Linked DNA regions of Sus scrofa: regions 1 and 2 are each linked to region 3. The links are chromatin contacts, called in public HiChIP or PLAC-seq and promoter capture Hi-C maps. All regions are on one chromosome and are shown on one strand. Each heading gives the region's core, a stretch centred on a gene start, on an enhancer-like site or on the middle of the called end of the contact. The rest is flanking DNA. Distances are from core to core; before and after follow the strand shown. Region 1 overlaps STIP1 (stress-induced-phosphoprotein 1). Region 2 holds the start of FERMT3 (fermitin family homolog 3). Region 3 holds the start of BAD (bcl2-associated agonist of cell death).

Region 1 (2,700 bases), core at 114-2,613, 99 kb after region 3:
TGCAACTGCCGGCCCACACCACAGTCACAGCCACACCAGATCCAAGCCACATCTTTGACTTACAGTACAGCTCATGGCAACGCCAGATCCTTAACCCACTGAGAGGCCAGGGATCCAACCTGTGTCTTTGTGGATACTAGTCGGGTTCATTACCACTGAGCCACATCAGGAATCCCCAAGAAACCTTCAATATTAGAGTAGTTGTGAGGATTGAATGATTTGATATTTATAACATACTGAGAAGAGTGTTTGACAACAGACTAAATACTATATGCATTTGTTAAATAAAAATAAATGCACATGGAATTCCTCTTGTTGCTCAAGAGATTAAGAACCCAACTAGCATCCATGAGGATTTGGGTTCGATCTCTGGCCTTGCTCAGTGTTAAGGATCTCACATTGCTGTGGCTGTATCCTAGGCCTCAGCTGCAGCTCTGATTCAACCCCTACCCTGGGACCTTCCATATGCCACAGGTGGGGCCCTAACAAGAAAAAAAACACAAATGAAGGTAATTCATAGCACTATGAAGAAAACAAAAAACACAGGATGAAGAGCTAAGAGGAAAGAGTTCCCATTGTGGCTCAGTGGGTTACATACTAGTATCCATGAGCATGGGGGTTCAATCCCTGGCCTCGCTCAGTGGGTTAAGGATCCAGGGTGCTATGAGCTGTGGTATAGGTCGCAGGCACACCTCAGATCCAGAGTTGCTGTGGCATAGGCTGGCAGCTGCAGCTGCAGTTCGACCCCTAGCCTGGGACCTTCCATATGCTGCGGGTGTGGCCATAAAAAGCAAAAAAAGAGTTAACAGGGAGGCGGGGAAGGAGCACCTGAGGTGGGTGGTCAGTGAAGGCCCCTTAGACTTGGAATTATGAGAAGCCTATCAGAGACAGCGTTCCAGACAGGGCAGCAGAAAATGCAAAGGCCCTGAGGCTGAAACAAGTTTGGAATTTCCAAGGAACCCAAAGAATTTTTTATGCTCTAGTGTCCTTGTCTGTGAGTGAAGAGGATGAAGTGCCGATGACGGCCCAAGGTTACTGTGAGGGTTAAAACGGCCCACGCTGAAGGCTTGTCAGACCTGCAACAAAAGTTTGAGAAAAGAAACAGGGAAATTAAAAAAAAAAAAGTATGGAGCTTTAGAAAGGGTGCAAATGAGGGACCCCGAGGCTTAAGCTTATTTGGTGTCATGGTAAAGCCTCTTCTGAACATTCAGAAATGTTAGCTCTTAGCATTTTCATCAACTCAGGCTTCTCCAAATCCCCACTGGTACTTGGAGCCCTCCTGAGGGAGGCAGTGATGTAGGCCAGCTGGCCGGTGTCCCCTCCCCAGATCCCTGGAACTCAAGCAGAAGCTGCTCCCCAGCGGGCGTCCAGGCCCATGCGATGTGTGTCGCTTCCAGAGTGACTCATGCTGCTATTTCCGTGCTACTGCTCTCAAGGTGGGAGCAAAATGGCAAGCGCTGCGTTTGGAGTCAACTCTGCAGCCAGAGATCCAGCAGCAAATAGTTGACCTGAAGGGGTCACCCAGTGCAGCCACATTCTCTGCAGAGCAAATCCCCAGTTTTAAAGTTCTCCCAACAGCAGGAAAAAAGAAACAGCTGGAGCTCATGAAACTCAGCACAGGAGGGAGGAGTGGGGGTTGGGGAAGGGGTGTGGTACAGAATTCTGGGGTGTGTACAACGTGGAATTTTGTTTTCATAAGAACTTCCACTATTGGAGTGGGAATTTAAGGCAACTCGAGTTTCCTTCTGCAAGGGAGAGTGAAGCTCCACTCTGGGTTCTGAGAAACTCCTCAAGAGTGTCTTCATTGCCCGACTTTCAGTTACCCAGTCACATGGAATCCAAGTCTTGACTAGTGGGAAAAGCCTAGGGGAGAATAAAGTGCCGTGGAGTTGTGCTCAATTCAGTGAGCTCACCAAGAGCCGGTAACTGCCAGATACTTCAAGGAATAAAATGGTGGTCTTTTTTTTTTCTTTCTTTTTCTTAATCTTTTTTAGGGCCAAACCCAGGGGATATGGAAGTTCCCCAGAATGATGGTAATTATTATCTGATAATTATTCGTCAGAGAGCCCCAGAGCCCAGTCCAGGGCCTCACCATCCACACGCCCTCCCGGGGTGATCTCAGCCAGTCTTGGGGCTATAAATCCCACAGCGGAGGACTCCCGCATTTCTAGCTTCAGGTCGGAGCTCGCTCCTGAGTTCCAAACTTGTCTACCCAGCTGCCTCCTTGACGTCTCCACCTGGATGGCAGATGAACTTCCTGACATGTTCAAGCTCCCAGTAGTCTCTCCTGAAGCTGTTTCTCCCCTGACTTCCCTCTCATCAGTGGCCTCCTTATTCTTGGGTTGGTTCAGGCTGAACACTTTGGAGGCATCCTTGACTCTCTTTCATAACCACGTTCAGTTCACCAGCAAATTCTGTCAGCTGGACATGGACCCCTCTGCAGGTCCCCCGCCATCTCCTGGCTTTGGGAAGGGGACAGGAATGTTGGCTCCCTGAGGGTCAGAGGGGACCCTAGCTGGTATGCCAGGACATATCCCATGAGAGGTGCGGGGGTGGGAGATGAAAGAGCTGCTGTGTCTGGGTGAGTCCAGTGAGGACACCGATGCCACCAGGACAGATTAACCCTCCTCCCGAGATTTAGGGCACCCCACGCCATGCCAGTTCAGGACCACCTGACAGAGAAGGGCTTCTGGTTGTACC
Region 2 (2,700 bases), core at 180-2,679, 79 kb after region 3:
TGCTGAGGGCTTCCGCCTGAGGAGAGGGTGTGGGAGTGAGTCCCTGTCACCAAGAGCCCCCTCTGCTCTCCCCTCAGACCCCCAGAATGACCCCCAAGGCCAGGCCTCTCCTGCCCAGAAGTGGGTGAACGGGGGACTGGGGCTGCCCCTTGGGGTCTTAGCAAAGCCAGTTGGAGGGGAGGAAGGAAAGACAGCGGGAGGGAGCGGAAGTTAAGTTGGGGAAATATCTTTTTTGGAACCAAATGATTAAGCTGCTGCCTGAGTCACTGCGACTCTGTTATCGAGAGCTGCGCAGCAGGGCCGGCCCGGAAGTGCCAGGGGACCCGTGGGCACTCACTGATCTCCTCCACAATCTTCAGGAGCACCCCACCGATGTGCGACTCCCCTGTGACCCGGAGGGTGACCGACTCGGCCTCGGGGTCCTCTTCTCCGACGAACACCCGCAGCTCCCAGGACGAGTCGATGTAGTCCCCCGTGGCTGTCTGCATGCCCGCCATGGCTGCGGTGGCTCTGCGGGAGGGTGGGCAGGACGCTGGGTGGGCAACCGGGGCCTGGCAGGTCGCCCGTGGTTCCCCGGGGCAAGCGGGAGGGAGAGAGTGAGCCCTCGGGCCAGAACGCCCCAACGGCAGCAAGACACGGGCCGAGTCGTTCCAGGCAGAGCGGAGATGGTTGAGCTGGAGGGACCCTCGGCGACCACGTCACCCAGCCCTCTCCCTTCGTACCAGACGGAAGATGAGGGCGGGTAAGAGAGGAAGGGGCTCCCTCAAGATGACTCAGCTCCATGCCCGTAGCCCGGCCCCAAGCCCACACTGGCAGCTGCCCACCCTGGAAATGGTTGTAAACCCAGGTCAGAAAATAGTCCGGATCAGGCCCAAAGCTCAGCTCCATCACCCCAAACCAGCCGGAGCCTCTCTAGGGCAGTGGGAAGTCCAGGCTGCCACATGGAGAGAGGCACGCTGGGCAGAGGGGCACCGGGAGGCCGGGGAAGACAAGGGTCTTTGGGCCTCCGGCCTCCCACCCACTTACCTTGTCTGCAAGGGGGTGGGGTTGCTGGTGGGGGGTCAGGGTGTGAGCCACTCCTGGCCTCAGCCCGCACACCTGCAGGCCACTGCTCGCTTCTTTCCCCTCCGCTTTCTCTCTGGAGCTTTCTTCAGAGGGCAGCCCTTGCGTCTTATCATGAACAGGGCGGGCTCAGCCCCTCCCCAGGGCGGGCTGGAGCTGGGTGCAGGAAGCAACTGCCAGTAGGGAGGTGGAGGTGGCGGTGGCGGTGAGGGTTCCACTGGGGCCCTGCCTTTGCTCCCAGTGAGCACAGGAAGCAAGTGGGGCTTGGGGACCCAAGACCACGCCAAGAGTCCCTTCCTTTGGAGGAAAGCTCAATTCAAATCAGAGAAGTTACCAAATCATGTTCCCCTAGAGAAAGCCATCTCTCATCTCCAACCTGTCATGAGGTGGGGGGGTCTCTGGGCTGTACGCATCACTCTGCTGCCAAGAGGGGGAGCTGTGGGTGGGATCCGGGTTGCTTGGGAACTTGGCAGGTCAAGTCAGCTCAAGCCTAGGAGGCCCTTTATCACCACAAAGCAGATCCGTGAAAGCCCCCCAACCCCGAGGGAAATACCCGCTTTGTCTTTTCTGCCCAAGCAGGGACTTCTACCTCCAAACCTGTCAGCCAGAGAGCTGCCCACGGGAGTGGCTGAACAGAAATTAGCCCTGATGTCTCCCAACCTGCCTGCCCCGCACCTTCAGGTCTTAAGGCTCCAGACTTGTTTCCGCCACTGTGGCACCACCTGCTCGTGCTTCCCTAGGCCAGGGCCCACGAGGCTCACTCCTGTTAAGTCCATACACACACGGGACTTGGAGACTCCTGGCAGCCCATCATCTTCCTGCCTATCACCCACACGGGTACCTGAGCTTTGGGAGCAAGGCCTTATATTCACCAGCAGCTCCCAAGCAGAAATTCTTTGTTTTTTGTCCTTTTAGGGCCTCAACCTCAGCACATGGAGGTTCCCAGGCTAGGGGTTGAATTGGAGCTACAACTGCCAGCCTATGCCATGGCCACAGCAATGCCAGATCCGGGACGAGTCTGCGACCTACACCACAGCTCATGGCAAGACCGGATCCTTAACCCACTGAGCAAGGCCAGGGATCAAACCCACAACCTCATGGTTCCTAGTCAGATTCGTTTTCGCTGTGCCACAATGGGAACTCCCCAAGCAGAAATCCAACTTTCTAGATGATCAGTTTGGGGATGGAACAGAGCCTGAAGAGACAGTAGCAACAAAGGTAGAGGAATCCCTGTGGAGGTGGCTTTTGAACTATGCCACCCAAATGAGTGAGGCGGCCTGCTGGGGATTCCCAAGGGGCCAGTTTATGCAAAGTCAAGGCTGCAGGAAGTGCAGCCAGCTGCTGGCCTCAGCTGCTTCCTAACCAACAAGCTGCACTCATGGAGCAAATGAGGAAGTTTTATTCCAGCCCCAGAAGAAACCCCAGGCCAAGGTTTTAGAAAGTTTGTTGCAACCATGATAAAGTGCTCAGGCTCAGTCCAGGGCAGGGAGTTAAGAAGTAAAACTTAACAAGCAGCAGCTGACAGACTTCAGCTCTCCAAAAGGGAGGTCTGAAGCATCTCTTGCAATGGAAATTGGTTTTGTTTCACGGGTGAGATCCAGCATCCTTTGGGTCTAACTGGTTTGTGGATTTGAGATT
Region 3 (2,700 bases), core at 128-2,627:
TCTCCCCTCCAACAATCCGGAAAGGGAGGGCCTCCGCCTTCAGTCCTCGGAATTCCGGACGCTGGCCCACCGCACCACCCCACACTGCGTCCACTCTGCAGCCGTAGGGGGCGGAAGGAGGCCGACGCCGGATCTTCAAGCCGCCGCTGGAGGAGCGGGCTCCGGTCGCTGGGACCCGGGGCTCCGGCTCCCCGGCTCCCGCGGCTCCGCCCCCTCCTGCGCCTGCGCGGGCGCCGTCCGCTACGCAAATTGCTCAGGAGTCTGGCCCCTGCTCCGCAGCCCCGCGCCGCACCCGACGCGGAGCTGTTCCGAGAATTGGCGCGAGCTGCGCGGGCGGCGGGCGCCAGGGGTTACGAGAGGCGGCGGGCGGCCGTGACGCTCGGGCCACGCCGCATCCGGCCGGCGCCCGGGTGGGCCGTGCCCCGGGCCACCGGCCTTTGCCTGGTTAGGGGGCCGCCAGTTCCCATGTTTCGCTTCTCCATCCCCAAATCGACATCCTGCTGCCCGACCTGGGGCGGTAACGACTTCCCTTCACCCGGGCTCTGAAGGAAACTTCCGCCCGCAGCCAAGATGGCCTCCGGGACCCGCCCCCGGGCCTTAACCCGCGGGGCCCCGGGGCCCCGCAGCCCGCGCGAGCCCGCCCGCCCGCGCCCTGGCCGGCGGCGGTCCCGCTCACCTGGCCAGCCGCTTGCCAGGCGCAAGGCCCCGCCAGTCCTATGGTCCCCCCTCACAGGGGCCCCGGCCATTTCTCCGCCGGGGACGTCATCCCGCCAGGGTGGAGGCCCCCTCGCTTATCTCGAGTGCTCCCGAGCTGGCGCGAGGAGTGGCGCCCCTGACGCGGGCGGTGCGAGCTTTCCACTGCGGGGAGGAGGAAGGGGGACTTCCCGAGCCGATCACCCGGTTCAGACGGAGCAGTGACACCTCAACAACCGTTGCATCCGACGGCCGAGCTTCAATTACGGCTTGTGTTTTCACCCACAGTAATCACCACTCTGTTTACAAGGATCACTGGCTCCTGAGGGAGGTGTCATTATCCGCATTTTACAAGGGTGGGGACTAAGGCCCAGAGGAGCCGAAGGACTTGTCAGTAGGAGCTGGTCCCCAAATGGGCATCCCAGAAAATCCCTCATCTGCTTCCACACACACCCAAGGAATAAGGAAGTCCGGAGCTGAACCAGGGACCCCGGAGGAAGGCGGTGGGCGGGGCCGGAGCCGTAGCGGCCCCGCCTGCTGACCTAGCTAGTGACATTTCGAGAGCTGATTGGGCCGGGTCAGTGACAGTTGCCGTTGCCCAGGCAACTAGGGCTGGGCTCCTTTAGTGCCAGAGGGAGGGGACAGGCCCCAATTAGGGGCCTTGAGATCGGGCTTGGGGTGAGACCTGTGTGCCGTGACGACGGGGCGGGTCTGGCCCGAGGCCTGGGTAGAGGCCTGGGGCTGCTCTGCAGCCTCAGAGCTCTGAGAGATTTAGATCTTGGGTGGATACGCTGAGCTTCCTACCAGGCCAGACTCAACCGAGGGATGGGGGCCTGGGAGGCAGGGAGGACCTGGGGCTTGGAGGTGGGAGAGGGAGCCAGGGGTACCTGTGCCCCAACCAGCTGGCCAGCCTTTGCCACAGCTGGGTCCTAACTACCTGCCGTCTTGCCCTTACAGCCCAGAGCATGTTCCAGATCCCAGAGTTTGAGCAGAGTGAGCAGGAAGACTCCAGCCCTGCAGACAGGGGCCTGGGCCCCAGCCCCACAGGGACAGACCCCCAGGCCCCAGCAAGCCCTGGCGCACGGCCCCAGGCCACCTGGGGGAAGCTGGTCACCAGCAGGGGCAGCCGGCCAGCAGCAGCCACCATGGAGGTAGGCACCCCCATCCCAACAACCACCTGCCTGTCCACCTTGCCTCTGGCTTGGGAGCTCCCTGCACCCCAGCCACGTCCCCCCTCACTGGGTGGCTTTGAGGGGGTCCCTAACCTCTCTGCACCTTAGTTTCCTCTTCTGTAAATCGGAGTAATTAGTCACTACTGTTGTTGGCAGGATTACCAGGAATACCTAAGAGACACTTAATTATAGAGCTGATGCTTAGTAAGTGGTCAAAGTATGTAACTATTAGTGTAGGACCAGGACAGAATCCCTGAGAGGCAGCCCAAAAGGGGAAGTGACTTGCCTAAGGCCACACACATTTCTTGTGGTATAGCTGGGCCAGGAGACTCCACAGTGCCCTGCCCCAGGCTATCACTTTCCCCTGGATTGGGACTTCTAGCCCCCAGGTATGTTCAGTTACCAGGGCCGGGTGACCCCCAAGAAGCAGACAGCCCTACCGGCAGCAGGTCTGTGTGGGACTGGGGAGGCCTAGGCTGTCCTGGTCCCCCTAGGAAGAGGATCCAGCGCTGAGATGGAAGGATGAGCACTGGAGGGCAGCAGTGGCCACTGCTCAGTAGTCCCCACCTCCCCGGTGCCTTGCCCAAGGCTTGGCACCTGGAGCAACCACAGAGATCTTCCGAAAACAAAGCGCGGGTCCCTCGCCTGCTGAGGCTGAAACCATGCCCTCCTCCTTTTCAGGAGCAGGACGGCTTATTAAGGCCCCCGCCCCAGCCTGCTGTCTGGGGCTGAACTCCTCCGGCTTTCTTTAACTTCCTGATCTTTGCAGTTGCTGTTTTTCTGCTTGGAACAGCTTTCCACCACCTACATAGCTGTCCCTTCTCACCCTCTGTAT

Evidence for each region. Promoter capture Hi-C pulls out the DNA fragments that hold promoters and counts their contacts. HiChIP or PLAC-seq counts read pairs in DNA pulled down with a chosen protein or histone mark.
Region 1: an H3K27ac HiChIP or PLAC-seq map of skeletal muscle shows a contact between it and region 3. The contact joins the enhancer-like site here to the promoter of BAD in region 3. A contact is called at or near these places in 2 of 5 promoter capture datasets (fetal liver and fetal skeletal muscle), 4 of 47 Hi-C or Micro-C datasets (blood, liver, retroperitoneal adipose tissue and 1 more) and 2 of 2 datasets of contacts at active chromatin or transcription factors (alveolar macrophages and skeletal muscle).
Region 2: a contact with region 3 is called in a promoter capture Hi-C map of fetal liver, with 4 times the contacts expected there. The contact joins the promoter of FERMT3 here to the promoter of BAD in region 3. A contact is called at or near these places in 2 of 5 promoter capture datasets (fetal liver and fetal skeletal muscle), 7 of 47 Hi-C or Micro-C datasets (blood, embryonic fibroblasts, fetal liver and 3 more) and 2 of 2 datasets of contacts at active chromatin or transcription factors (alveolar macrophages and skeletal muscle).

What each region holds. Positions count from the first base shown.
Region 1 is chr2:7,928,383-7,931,082 of Sscrofa11.1, forward strand. The region is part of intron 1 of STIP1 (stress-induced-phosphoprotein 1); the gene reads right to left. Among named protein-coding and RNA genes, the nearest start is that of STIP1, 9.3 kb to the right of the region's middle. Within about 2 kb of position 1,364, at least 17 of the 83 cell types and tissues checked have an H3K27ac peak or open chromatin away from gene starts, as enhancers often do. A contact at or near this core is called in fetal skeletal muscle and skeletal muscle, where this site is marked.
Region 2 is chr2:7,908,463-7,911,162 of Sscrofa11.1, forward strand. FERMT3 (fermitin family homolog 3) reads right to left here and starts at 1,430. Exons shown (of 15, transcript XM_003122594.4): 1 at 1,027-1,430; 2 at 338-510. The coding sequence starts at 497.
Region 3 is chr2:7,829,815-7,832,514 of Sscrofa11.1, forward strand. BAD (bcl2-associated agonist of cell death) reads left to right here and starts at 1,378. Exons shown (of 5, transcript XM_021082883.1): 1 at 1,378-1,557; 2 at 1,651-1,743; 3 at 1,746-1,844. The coding sequence starts at 1,659. GPR137 (integral membrane protein GPR137) reads right to left here and starts at 1,196. Exons shown (of 8, transcript XM_003122592.6): 1 at 677-1,196.